3 separate regions of the Mus musculus genome follow, and all the other regions are linked to region 1. Evidence: chromatin contacts called from public Hi-C data. All regions are on one chromosome and are shown on one strand. Each heading gives the region's core, a stretch centred on a gene start, on an enhancer-like site or on the middle of the called end of the contact. The rest is flanking DNA. Distances are from core to core; before and after follow the strand shown. Region 1 overlaps Ntrk2 (neurotrophic tyrosine kinase, receptor, type 2). Region 2 overlaps Ntrk2 (neurotrophic tyrosine kinase, receptor, type 2). Region 3 overlaps Gm34558 (a long non-coding RNA gene).

Evidence for each region. Hi-C and Micro-C count contacts between places; a contact is called where the count stands out from the background.
Region 2: a contact with region 1 is called in a Hi-C map of cortical neurons, with 2.3 times the contacts expected there. The contact joins two enhancer-like sites. A contact is called at or near these places in 1 of 15 datasets of contacts at CTCF or cohesin (embryonic stem cells), 8 of 484 Hi-C or Micro-C datasets (cerebral cortex, cortical neurons, embryonic stem cells and 2 more), 2 of 115 datasets of contacts at active chromatin or transcription factors (fibro-adipogenic progenitors and neural progenitor cells) and 2 of 9 other capture datasets (adipose tissue and embryonic stem cells).
Region 3: a Hi-C map of cortical neurons shows a contact between it and region 1, with 1.8 times the contacts expected there. The contact joins two enhancer-like sites. A contact is called at or near these places in 3 of 484 Hi-C or Micro-C datasets (cortical neurons and embryonic stem cells) and 1 of 115 datasets of contacts at active chromatin or transcription factors (neural progenitor cells).

The regions. Positions count from the first base shown.
Region 1 is chr13:59,078,359-59,082,919 of GRCm38.p6, reverse strand. The region is part of intron 16 of Ntrk2 (neurotrophic tyrosine kinase, receptor, type 2); the gene reads right to left. Among named protein-coding and RNA genes, the nearest start is that of Gm53063, 6.9 kb to the right of the region's middle. Within about 2 kb of position 2,524, at least 38 of the 459 cell types and tissues checked have an H3K27ac peak or open chromatin away from gene starts, as enhancers often do. A contact at or near this core is called in cortical neurons, where this site is marked.
Region 2 is chr13:58,883,929-58,888,489 of GRCm38.p6, reverse strand. All of the region lies in intron 12 of Ntrk2 (neurotrophic tyrosine kinase, receptor, type 2), which reads right to left. Among named protein-coding and RNA genes, the nearest start is that of Ntrk2, 79 kb to the right of the region's middle. Within about 2 kb of position 2,124, at least 5 of the 459 cell types and tissues checked have an H3K27ac peak or open chromatin away from gene starts, as enhancers often do. A contact at or near this core is called in cortical neurons, where this site is marked.
Region 3 is chr13:59,210,402-59,214,962 of GRCm38.p6, reverse strand. The region is part of intron 2 of Gm34558 (a long non-coding RNA gene); the gene reads left to right. Among named protein-coding and RNA genes, the nearest start is that of Gm34558, 3.9 kb to the left of the region's middle. Within about 2 kb of position 2,577, at least 23 of the 459 cell types and tissues checked have an H3K27ac peak or open chromatin away from gene starts, as enhancers often do. A contact at or near this core is called in cortical neurons, where this site is marked.

The DNA.
Region 1 (4,561 bases), core at 1,275-3,774:
GGCCTTGTTGGAAGAAGTGTGTCACTGTGGGGGTTGGCTTTGAGACCCTCCTCCTAGCTGCCTGGAAGACAGTCCTTTCCTGGCTGGCTGTTAGAGAGAAGGTAAGATTGGAGCATGTTTGGATGGTATGTGTCAGAGTCAACGCAGTAAGCGTTCCTTACCAACTGTGCATTTGGAGATTCGTCTACTTCATAAAATCAGCTTGTAACCTCCAAATCAATAGTCAGGGTGCTCTCTCAGGCATTCACAGTCACACACAGGATAATTAAAATTGGAATTGTCTGGCTTGGGCGTTCTAGCAAACCTCAGGGACACTGCGAGACAGTCTTCTCTCAGCTTTCCACCAAGTGTACCTTTCAAGAAGGACTTAGTACCATTCATCCTGTATCTTTTGAGACTCTGTTAGTTGCTTTGCTGCTTAAAATGGTCTCCAAGCAGTGGTGAGGTACGGCCTCCAGTTCCTAAGGCCAAGAAAGCTGGGGGTGTGCCTTACAGAAAAATACGTGCATTAAATCTACTTTGAATGTCTATGAATCTGCAACACACAGGTGTTTCCTAGTCTTGGAGTTGGGTCTCAGCAAACAGGTCACTGCCTGGGAACACAACACAGTTGATGTCCTCAACCTTCAGAACGGCCTAGTTTAGTCAAGTAGGGCATTTCCTCTAGTGGGTGCATGGCTGACTGGGGAACTGCAGCTCACTGCCACTGCCCAGCATCCTATGATGAGTGCACTTGGTGCGTACAGCCTGGGAAATTACCCAACTCAAAACGGGAAATGATAGGTTTCTACTAAGTTAATCTTCCTTTTGCACCAACCACTGTAAAGTTGGAACACTAAGTTCAGCTACCATAAATTAAGGACATGCTTATATTAAAAAAAAAAAAAAAAAAAAAAAAGCTTTACACAGAAGGGCCCATACGCTTCTTACACTGGCAGATCAGCTGACAGAAACGTGAGGACCAGAGGTGACAGTTTAACCTTCATTAAACCCAGGTGGAATCTCAGATTTACCACCTCAGTTTTCAGTGATGTTGTGGGACTCACGTGCTATGAATAACAAGGGTCTTTTGTATGTGCACACGCATGTTGCACACACATGTTGCCAGCATTCGTATGTCCTTAGCTCTACACCAATAGTTACACACAAACGTATAAGAAAATAGCATGTACCAATACGCAGATATGCAACTTGGAGGTTTAGGAATGATTTAATTTCCCCCTTTGAGTCTCAGAGTGTTTTTATAACATTGTTTTTTACCATAAAAACATTTAAGGTGGACCAAAGCCAAGGAAACCCCATGGATTGATAACAGTTAGACTTGTGTATGGTGTTTTGGAAACTGCTGGCTTTCTTTTTAAGAAGGTTGGCCAGCATGTGTCCTTCATGGTTATTCCCTAGACAGGTCAGCTGACCTTCCAATGTTTTAGTTGGATGTTTGAAGAAGTTGGAATAACATCAGGCCTTGCATGAATGTATACATTAAAATACTGTATTCCAGGGAGATACTTTAGTCCTCGAGGCTCCTACAACTGTGGTCTTTAAGAGTAGTGACTTTGAGCTGAGTTATATTCAGATCAAATTCCTCTCAGACACTCTAAGTCCCTGTGTGACTGCATGGCAGATGGCCCATCTACAGAGGTGCCTATGGATGGGTGAGGTCATAGGGTAGAGCCCCGATCCAGTAGAACTCTTTCCAAAAGAGACAAGACGGACGGCAGGGCAGTTTTCTGCGTGGACACACAGTAGTGTGGCCGTCGTCAGTAAGTCACGAAGATAACCCTGAGCTTGGTCTTGGCACTCTGACCTTGACCCTCCAGACTGTGACATAGGATATTTCTGGAGTTTAAGCCACCCAGCCTGTGGTATTTTGTGATGGCCGTCTGAGCAAATACAGTTGGTTCAGTCCCTTGATGAGCCGGCTTCCTTCTTGTAACCACTGCCTGTCCTTGGACGGTCAGACCAAGGTGTAGAAAGTTCTGTCCCTTGTGCTTTTCCTTAAACCCCTCTACACCCAAGCTGGCAGTGTTTCATCCAAATCTGTTTCCATCACACAACTTCAGTGTGCTGCTGTCCTCTACTAAGACATCCACAGTTTACAGCAAAATATGAGAGTCATTAAAAAGACCTTTGTAAAAGCCCGGGAATCAGAGACCTTGTTATCCTGACAGAAACACAGATTCCCAAAACTCCTAATGGACCGGTTATGACGTCATACTCTCGGGGCCATTGTCCTAACAAGTGGAATCAGAGCTGTCACACTGCCACCTTATTTGGCTCTATTGACACCATGACCACATTAGTAACGTGAAATCCCTCTCTGCTCAGAACAAAAACCTGTCAATATTACATTCTCTTCCCATATTCCAAGCACCTCTGTGATGTCTGATTCTACTTTATTTTTGCCTTTCCCCTCATCTTGTTTCCATTTGCTGAAAAGTCTTCATTGTTCCAGAGGTCAAGAAAAATGGGGGTGGGGGGAAGGACTTGTTTAGAAGTAGTTGCCTAGCAACCCATCTTCCTTATTCCAAGGACAGGAGGCAATTTGCATTTTGGGAAAGAAGGAGGAGAAAAGAAAAGCTTCAGAGTGCTGGGCTGGGAATATTTGGTTGACCACTCCTCAATGGAGCCTGCCCTCCTCTGAGAACTCCCCCTGGGTGGCCATCCTTTGCAGACAGCCCTGTGTGTGCTAACTCAAGAGAGCCGCCCTCTTTCAAGGTGCTCCCAAAGTGCCTGGGGCAGTGAGTGGCTCCGGGCACTGCCAAGACGCAGCCCCAGGCAGCTCGAGGACAGAGCTCAGGACATCCTGGTCTCATTCAAGAGACTGTTTCGTTCCCACAGTGCTCTCCTCCTTTGTAGCAGCAGTTCTTTTCTGGACACGTGCCACACCCAGGCCATGTCCAGGCCTGTTTCCCTTAACCCCCAAGCTGCTGGTGGGTTCTTGAACCTGCTTTGGGAAAGCCGGAGCCAGCAGGCATGTGGCAAAGACAACAAGACACTAACCTCTATCTCCATTGGTACTCTTAGTTGGCCTACAAGAGGCAGAGGTAAGGGGAAGGGAGGTTGCTTTCTAAATCCAGTGGGAAAGTCAAGGGCACTGGTTTCTGGGAAAATCACTGTCCCACACCATAGAGCAGACCTCAAACATCTCATTCACTGCCTCAGTTTCCACGATGGTATAACAGAAGGTGCTAACTTTTGGTTAGAGAGTTGTGGAGAAAGAAAGATTATAGTCCTGAAGGCTTCTAAGTGGTAAAAAGGAAGAGGAGAAGGAAGAGATGGTGGAGTAGGATGAGAAGAAGAAGGGAATGAAGAGGAAAAGGAAAAGAAAAAGAGGAGAAGGAGGAGCTAATTCTTAAGCTTTAAGTGGACGAGACATTGAGTGTGCTGTAAATTACAGTCTCTAAGACTGAGACATTTGCAAACTACACTTGCACTGTTTAGCTCACTTCAAACACTGCCAGGTAACAAGAAGGCACGCACCCTCCATTCTGCTGTTTAATGAGGACATCAGCCTCATGGCAGAGGCCCTGCTGAGCATAGGTAATTCTGATCTTCACAATCCGAGTGTGATAGCAGATACGGCTGTCACTGCGGAGGGGTGTCTTAGACACCTTGTGATTCCTTTGTCGTTTCCTATTCTTCCATGTGCATGGACCCCTAAAACAAAGCGATTCCCGAAAGTCTGGCTTAAGATTAAATACATTTCTTTGGCTAATGCAGGGATAGTGTCCTGATAGGAAAAGATGGAAGATAACACCATCTAATCCTCTTATGGGTTTGGCTAGGAGGCAGAATGGATCTGGAGGAAAACTGAATCATTCATTGGGCTTGGCCAAGCACAGGAGATAAAGAAATGAATATTTAAAATATTGGTAAGCAGGACTTGGCCTTCTGCAGAACACAATTTGCAATTTCTCCTCCTCTTTCTACCCCTTTCTCTCTTCCTCCTCCTCTCCCTCCCCCCACCCCACTAGCTTTGTAAGTTTTCTAAATTCTCTAAGAACTGATCCCAAGTTTTCAAGGAAAAGAGTTGTTGTTGTTGTTGTTATTGTTGTTGTTTGGTATTTGGGTTTTTTTGGGGGGGGGGGTTGTTTGTTTGCATTTAATTAGTGGAACTAAAAATTGGAATTGTAGAACCAAATGTCTGGACCCCGCAAACACCATTTGCCTTTTTTGTCAGTAAGGCCTCTGAAACGGAGCTCCAGAGAGGCCCCTGTTTTCCCCAGTCAGCTGGATGGCACCCAATGTTAGAAATCATGATACCACACTTGGTGTTCAGATTACCACAGGGGGTTACTCTTATTGATGATGGAAAGGCTCTGCTTGCTAGCTAGCCCACTCTGTTTCTTATTTGAAAGGGCTTGGAGGTGTATGTGATTGGAAATGAGGAGTCTGAGATGTAAGGTCTGGGTTCACATAGACCTCCTGGGTTAGTTTCTTAATATTGCTGGAACAGCATGCCTGATAGAATCCTCAGTGCTAGGAAGGCTTTATTTTGGTTAGCAGTAAGATTTCAAAGGGTCTCTCTCAGTCCATCTTGGCAAGCAAGGAATAGAGC
Region 2 (4,561 bases), core at 875-3,374, 190 kb after region 1:
ATTTCTGAAACTTCCTCACTCATACGCAAGGACAAAAGGTTACTTGTGCATCATAAAAAAAATTATCTTCAGCTCTGTAATAAATCTAAAGTATCAGGAACTTGCTTCAGACAACATAACAAAGTCAGGCGGGGAGTAAGGAAACAGCCCCGCTATTGAGCTGGTCTCCAAAGTCCATGGTGTTCCAGGAAGGGTGGTTAAGGCAGAGCTATTCCACTGCTCTCAGGCTGGGATGACAAAGGAGCCACCATCAAGACTCCTGCCACCCACAAAATCAATAGCAAAGCAAGTCGGTGGTCAAGTGACTAAATAAGAAGCAACTTGTGTAGGTGATTTAGGACTCAACATATCGCTGTGGTGACCTCAGGTTGGAGGCTGTGTCTCTGAGTGTTATTCCAAATGAGAATAATAAAGAGACTGTGGCTCCACTGTGGGTAGAAATAAAACAGGTTGCACACTAATGATACCAGCAGAAGGGCCTGGTGAACTTTCTGACGGAATGTGTGATTATTCTAACTGACTTTGTAGTAGGATAGCATTAATTCACACAAGATGGGCCCCTTAGATAAATTTTCTTTTCTTTTCTTTTCTTTTCTTTTCTTTTCTTTTCTTTTCTTTTCTTTTCTTTTCTTTTCTTTTCGTTTCTTTTCTTTTCTCGTCTCTTCTCTTCCTTTCCTCTCTTTCTTTCTTTCTTTCTTTCTTTCTTTCTTTCTTTCTTTCTTTCTTTCTTTCTTTCTTTCTTTTTTTAAAAACAGAAAACCCCCCAGAGAATCCAGGAAGCAAGGCTGTGGCAGGTTCAGCTGGGTGGTTGACTCTGCTCAGGTTGTGCCAGGATTGCAGTAGGCCCTGGGCTCCACTTTCTACTTCTTTTTCTCCCATCTGCTCCTACCCTGAAGTCATAGGGGCTGGAATGACTCTCAGTCTTCAGTTCAGATTATTAATAACTCACCAAAGACTTAAAAAGTTTAAATGAAGTTCTTCTTCTTCTTCCCATCCCTCCTTTCCTCTCCCTCCTCTCTCTCCCTCCCTCCTTCTCTCCCTCCTTTCCTCTCCCACCTTCTCTCTCTCTCCTCTTCTCTCAGAACAAATGCTAGCTGACAACAAAGGATGGCAGCGTGTTTGTACTTTCGTCTATGCCTTGATCAAAGCAGAGGGTTTTTCTTCTGTCTTGCTCCTGTCCAAGGCTTGACTTCCCTCACAGGAAATGCAGCATCGTGGCCTATGGTTATCATATGGGTGACAATCTGTTACATAAGGAATTCAATTCCTCCAGAATACCTCTTTTCCTCTCTAGCACGCTGTAAATACATCAAATTTAAAGTCAGTTTTTTATGTAAAAGAATTCATTCTAGCAATTGTGCTTCCCCTCCACACAAAGGGAATCTCATTAGCTTCCATAAGCTTCTGTCTCTAGATCTAAGCTAATGAATACTGGGGCCTCCCACACTCAAATCCTTGCCCCGCTGTAAACACTCCTCCCAGAAGAAGCAGCAACTATTACAACTGATGCACCAGCCAAACGAAACAACAGGTTCCTTGTAAGATCCAGAACAATCCCAGCAAATGAGTTGGTAAAGAGCAATAAAATTAGGAATTGAAATAATCTATACATAACGTCTTTTAGAAGTGAAGGGCTGAAAGCAAATGTATGTTCCACAAATACTATAAAGTGACAGACACACTGGGACAACCGTCTCTTCTATAAACCCTACCAACAGGCGTTGACATAGTCATATACACTCTGTGCATGTACAAAATATATTTCTGCAACTCTGATTCAGTATTAATTCAGGTTGTAATCTCCCTTTGTGTGTGTGTGTGTTTACCAGAACATAAAATGTAAAATGTAACAACCTCTTAGGAATTAACTAAAGAGCTGAGCTCTAAAACTAAGAATTGATTTTGTTCTTATGACCATCCACACAATGGGCTCTCTCCTTTATTTCATCAAAGTAGAAATGAAATCCAGAGACAAAAACATTGCCCACACCGATGGTTGCAAGGGGGAAATGCAGAGGCGAAGTCAAGGCTATGTGAATCCCGTCTCCAGTATATAGCTCCTATTCACTAGCCGGCAAGGCTTACAAGGTAACAACTTAAAAATCCAAAGGAGGCACACACGCTATCTAACCAGGCTGGCTTCCCAGTGCCACGGGACAGTTGTGCTGACTCACAGCTAAATGTAATCCCCCAGTCATTCAGCATTTGTGCCCAAAATAAAGAGAAGGTTGAAGCATATGTTAGAATTTGAGCCAAGTTACTATCTCTCTTCTTCACAAGTTCTCAGAAGCCTGTCCACTGAAGTGACATACTAGACCGAGGAGGGAGCAAAAGAAGATTAGGAAGCAGGGAAGAGCGGGGCAGAACAGCAGGATAAGCAACAAAAGACCAAAGTGACACAGGAAGAGAGAAGCCAGAGGACTTCCAGATTTCCAAAGTCCCTGTCCAAATGTGGCCCAGCCTTCAGTGAAGAGGGAAGGGAAGGGGAGGGGAGGGGAGGGGAGGGGAGGGGAGGGGAGGGGAGGAGCTAGTGAGACCTGTCCTGGATTTTTAAGTACATCAATTTTTTCTTTTTCTAAAGAAATCATGTACCCTTAAACTAAAGTAATCATGTAGGGAGTTCCTGAGTAAAATCAGTGATTGATTCTATGTTGCAAGTAAACAGAGCCTTTCCCTGGAGTCTAAACAGGCTCACAGAATGGCTCAGGCAAGGCTGGCAATTAAGTTAGAGCTGAGGTGTTTTTGTTTTTGTTTTTTTTCCTGACTATGTAGATGAGCCTGAAGGATGCTTTACTGAGTCCAAGATGGCCGCCCTAGATAAACAAACCCCACATGTTTTCTACTGCTAGGAAGTCAACTTACTGCTTAGGAATTATGGGTAGCAGAGCCAGGGAGAGGAGAGGGGGAGGGAGGATGGAGAGAAGGCAGACAGAGGGGAGTGCACACTGTGGCTGCTTAGGTGGAATGGCTTCTGATGCCTGCTAGTGCAGTCCTCAAAGTGGCTGGCAATGGCTTGGTATGTATGGCACAGAGGGCTTTACCATTTCTAACACAGAGGAGTAAGTGTCTGAAGTGATACATGAGCTGGCTACATCAATCCAGTCACAGTACATCATACTCATGGATTCTTCTTATTATTTCTAATTCCTTGAGAACCTCATAAAACATATTTTGAACATATTGACACCCAACTCCTCCCCACTTACTCCTCTAAGCTCTGCCTCCCAGGCCTCTCCCCCTCTACCTCCTGTTTCTTTTATAAATTTAATAACCCACCAACTGGTTTGTGATGTCTCTGGGTATCCACCAACGGAGCACAGTGAGCTCCATTGGACATGTATTCTTAGAGAAAACTGACTCTTGCTCCCCGACTAGCCATCAAGTGTCTATCGAGCAAGCCATTCTAGCATGCCCATTGGTCAACATTCTAGCGTGGAGAGGGGAGGGGTTCAGGACCCACCCCACTTCTAACTAAGAAACTATGAATGGTTGTATTTGTGTATTTAAATGTCACACTATACTCCATGAGTATTTATCACTAAATTAAAATTTAAATTTAAAATGAAAAGATAATTTCTCTTACACAGCTAATGGGGGAAGACTGGTTGTTCTGCTTCCTATAAGAACAGTACCAATTCCTTCAAGATTCATATGCCTTTATAGTATTATGCACAGCGTAAGCCTCCTCTGCCTTCATACAGACACACACAATGTGGGCATGAAAGTAAGAAAGGCAGCTGGAGAGACAGCTCAGTGGAGAAGAGCACTGGCTACTCTTGAGGAGAACCCAGGTAAGTCCCCAGCCCCCACCGGGCAGCTCACAAACATCTATAACTCAGCATCATGGCACCCAAGGCTCTCTTTGGGCCTCCACAGACTCTGCACACATGTGGGAAAGGTACATGCATGCGGACAATCGTAGTCTTTTGAAAGGTATAACGAGATTTGGAAAGTAAGTCAGCTTGTGAGACTGAGATAGACTCCCGCCTCTAAACAACAGGAAGAGGCCAGTTCCTTCTTCAGAAATACATTTTAACTGCTGCTCAACTTTCTTTTTTTCCCTGAAATTATCAAGGATTGGTAAGTATTGACAACTTATTTTTTTTTCCTTTAAAATATCCCATTTGGTCAGTTTGAGGCCATGGGGAAGAGAGTCGAAAGTTTTCCTGTAAACCTGCTTTCTCCGATCCCTTTTGCAAGGCTTCCAGTCCCTCTCCCATGAAGAACTAACAAAGCTCTGTGCTCATCCCCACAGCAAATTCATCTCCGAGCTCTTCAAAATGTCTTTTTGTTTTGTCAGTGACTTTCTGATTCTATAAAGTTAAAATGATATGCTGAAAATGTCACACTACAATTTTCTCACGTGTCTTTATTCTGTGGATCTCGGAATAAGACGAGAGTATTTCACACAAAATTAAAAGAGAGAATGGGAGCTAGCTGCACAGAGCCTAAAGCAGCTAAGCTTAAAGACAGACAGAGTGGAAGTGCAAAGATGGGAAATATGTTCATGGTTTGGAGCAGGGAGAGGCCTTCTGGAGACACGTGGCTCAGGTAGAAAGAT
Region 3 (4,561 bases), core at 1,328-3,827, 130 kb before region 1:
TGTTTATGATTCCTCGAGACAGCAAGTTTCCTGCAGAATCCTTCACGTGTTCCACATCATTACTGAGCAGAAGGTGTAGAGCATTCCCATGCACCCCCAGCCGAGCAGGGACAATTGCTCCCAATGGCATTGGTGTGATTATCAATAATCCTATATCATAAGCCTATATCGCCATTTCATCTGAAGTTCAGAACTCACACCGGGGCTCTTTCCTGGTGCTGCATGTGATATGGGTTTGAGAAAATACATGATAGCATGTCTGTACCGTTACACCATTAAACAGAAGCGTTCCCCTCGCTTAGTGACCGTATCTGTTCTGTCCGCCCTACATTCTCCCTGCTCCTGCTGAGAGCCACCGATCCTTCTTCTCCATCCATGGTTTTTCCATCTTACAGTGTCTTAGATCTGGGCTCAAACGCCATGTGTTTTTATCAAATCAGTTTCTTTTCTTTCCGTAGGAAGCATTCATGAGTCACCCATATCTTTGGATGGCTCGATAGCTCATTCCTTTTTATGCTAGTAATATTCCATTGTTTGACTTCACCATAGCCTATTTAACCACGTGCCTCCTGAAGGGTGTGCTGGCTGCTTCTGGGTTCCGGCAGTTATGAATAGCCCTGTGATGAGCATACACGAGCTGGGTTTTATGGACAGAGTTCCATACCTTCCGGTAAACACAAGAGAACTTGATTGGTGGCTGTGGTGTTTTGATTATGTCCGCTTTTCGGGGCTGTTTTGTCTTTAATCTTTAGGAGAGTTCATGTTTAGTGTTAGGCGGCATGCTCTGGAGAAGCAGACAAGAGAAGCACATAACATAACTTCATGTTTAGTGTTAAGCGTGCGCTGCTTCTCCAGAGCACGACGCCATTAGTTTTGCATGTGTTCGTTCCTCTCGGGTTACAGCTCCACCCATCGCCCATGGTGAGCATGTCTGTGCCTAGGTTTCGGTCATCTTCACAGCTCTAAACACTACTGTACTTTAATATTTGATTTCCTATACCATGAGGCAGAAAAGGCACTTTCATGTGCATAGTTGTCAACTAAATACGGTATTTGGTGAGGTGTCAGTTGAAACCTGCCATCTTTCATCTGAGTGTTCCTTTTCCATCATAGTTGTCCAGTGGCTGGGTTATCTGCAGGACCATCTCCTCCCTGAAGCAGGAATGTGAGCATTTTTTTTTTCCTTCTTGCCTTGCTCCCAGCCCTTAGCTCAGGGACATAAGAGTCCAGGCTTATTTAGTAAAAGCATGAGGGTTGTGAATGTGGACAGTGCTATTGTAATAAACGAAGCAGCTGTTGATGACCGTATTGGCCAGTGGTAATTTACTCTACCTCACCACATTTCAAGTTATTTACCTCTGAAGTGAGGAGGGTGATAGACTAAGTTTTCTGGCAGTTTTGAGAATTACGCTGTAAAAAACAAAAATGCCATTAGCACAGTGTGAGGAATCTAGGAGGTATCACTAAAGAGCAAAGCAAATTCGTCCACAGCAGGATCGGGAAAAGCATTGTGCTGTGCACAGAGCAAACGTCGTCTGTTTCAGTGTGTACTGTCCGGCTATATTAAACCTGATTATAGTTCCTGCTAACTGACTGTATTTCATATTGTGAGAATCTGCTACAGGTGACTTCTAATAATTACAGCCATCACACAGCCCAGACATGCATCATGGTCGCCACATACCAGGAGTGTCGTGCATTAAAGCCACTCTGCATGTGAATGTCACACACTACATCTACCATGAGCTGTGTTATGCTTTCTTTCTCTCACAGATAAAGAATTCGAAGCGCAGACAATTCCAGCCACTCACACAACCCCACCCCACCCGACCCCTCTCCCTGCCTCAGCAAGAATTAGAAACTGTTCAGGTTTAACTGCAAACACAAAGTGCTTTCTATTTATGACCAATTACATCAAATCTGCTAAAAATTACTTCTTGTCTGCATGTTTTTAGATTTTTGTCCCCCTAGAATAATTCAATTCGTACAAAAGAAGACGGTTATGTTAACTAAACTCTGTTTGCTTTGCGTGGTCCTTGTGGACATGTCTACCACGTGACTCCTGTGGATGTGAGCTATGTGTGCTGGATCAATGAGTTTTGAAGTTCTTGGGCCTCTGTCTAGATTAGTAAAACAAGGGTTCAGGCAGGCACCCGTGATTAGTTTTGGATTGGCTTCCTAGGGTAGCAGTCTTATCATGTCAGACCTGGTCAGGGATGCCTTCCACAGTGGACCAGAGATGCAGGATGGATGCATTTGCTCCTTACCCCCCTGCTCAGCACGAATCTAGAGACCAGACTCAATGTGACGAAGCTTCCCACTGCATGCTGTGGGCGGTTTGTGTTTCCGGCAATGAAGACAGGGCATCTGAGACCGTGTTCCTCATCTTGCTGTGCTCACAAGAGTCCAGCAGAGGAAGACTTTAGAGAGGACCTCGAGAGGGGATGCCTCAGAAGGTGCTTGGAACTGCACCTGTCCCCAATGCAGGCAGTCGCAACATGACAGATGCTGTTCTGAGGGAGTCTGTCAGCCTCAGTCGCTGGCAAGGCTGAGGAGAGCAGCAGTCGCTCTCTCGCTCGCTCGGCTTTCTATTTCAGTCACCGTCTGAAAATGTGCTCTGTGCAGCCTGGGCACAGCGTTCCCCCCAAGAGCTCCGTTTCTTGTCCTAGATTTTCTTTTTTAAAACCTCCTAGAGGCAGAAATATTTCTCCTGCCTATATTGCTCTACATCTCCTCCTATCAAAGACATATTCTAGCAGTCATACAACTGGAGGCGGTAAGTGCGCCATCATTACTGAGGGGCTACTGGCCCAAGTGACCTTTGCCCTCATGCTTTGTGCCAGCCCCCATCTGGGGTCTGCCTGCCATCATTGTCCAGAAGATATTTGATGAGGCATTTTTAGGATTCTGTACATCTGCAAGTCTGACTCTGCTCCAGCCCCGCTGTTTCTTACTTCCTTTATCTGCTTATTGGATTGCCATTAGCTGTCTTGATAAAGTGTTCAACTATAAATACAATTTATGGATTTCAGAAGTGTAAGTCATGGCTCATGTCATTATTCATTTCCAGGCAGGACTTTAGCTGCCTGTACGTTTCAGTAAATACCCACTTCCATGTCCCACACAGAGCAAGGGAATATATTTCCCACCAACTTTCCTCTAGATTTCCATGCCAAAGAGGCCAGAATAGAATCTGTTGCTGGATTTTGTCCCTTTTTATTTTTAAATCTTTAGGAATAGAGGGTATGACTTTGGAATAAGTATGATATTTCCTCCACAGAGATTTGTGTGTTCATGATGAACATGATCCAAAGAACACTTTAAAAATATTCCAGGCAACGAGGTCTCAATGTGCACTAGTGAAGTTCTAGACAAGAACGCACGAAGTGAAGAATCCTGGGAGAGCTTACAAGAACACAGGAAGTGAAGGGTCCTGAAGAGCATGCAAGAACGCAGGAAGTGAAGGATCCTGGGAGAGCTTACAAGAACACAGGAAGGGAAGGATGCTGGGAGAGCATACAAGAACACGGGAAGTGAAGGATTCTGGGAGAGCATACAAGAACGCAGGAAGTGAAGGATCCTGGGAGAGCTTACAAGAACACAGGAAGGGAAGGATGCTGGGAGAGCATACAAGAACACGGGAAGTGAAGGATTCTGGGAGAGCATACAAGAACGCAGGAAGTGAAGGATCCTGGGAGAGCTTACAAGAACACAGGAAGTGAAGGATCCTGGGAGAGCTTACATCTAAGGAGTGTAACACTCGCCTAAGATGAGCAGTGTTTTTAAGCAGTTCACATCTTTGAGTTTTTTCCTTTATTTTTATTTTGTGTGTTTGAGTGTTTTGCCTACATGCAGCCCTGTGCAACATGTGCACTTGAGGTACCCACGGAGGCCAGAAGAGGGCGTCGGATCCCCTGGAATTAGAGTTACATATAGTCCTGAGCTGCCATCTGGGTGCTAGAAAAGGCACTTTGGTCCTATGCAAGAGCAGCCAGTGCTCTTAACCTCTAAGCCATCTCTCAGGCCCCTCTTTCTGAGTTCACGAGTTAGAATTTAAGAGTTTGGGTTCCAGCTGTGGGAAGTGGCATTTGACACAGACAAAACCTACCTTTGCCTGGATGGAGACTCAGAGTTCCAGAAAATGCCTCTTTTACTTGTTCTTAAATGGCTTGTGCCACCTTACCCTCTGCATGAAGGTTCCCTCCTGGGCTAACTCGCACTCCTATCAGAGATATTGTTCTGGAATATGATAGAGGAACTAAGAGAGAGGCTAAAGGACCTCAGGAGGCTGCAGACTCTGCAAACTCCTTGGCACTCGCTGTTTGTAAGACCCTTACCTGGCCCTTATGACAGTGCTGGGGAGAGCTGCTTTGCCTGGGTGCCACACAGATGTTCTCCTGTCTGCTGCATCCCGGTCCCCGTCCCACACACAATGTAGCTTTTGAAGAGGGAGCCTTTGAAGTGTGTGTCACACAGAGACACAGAAAGAACATCCACAAAGGGCTTGTCTGTGTGCCCTTAAGAAAACAAAATACTAAAATACACTCGCAAGCTCTCCATT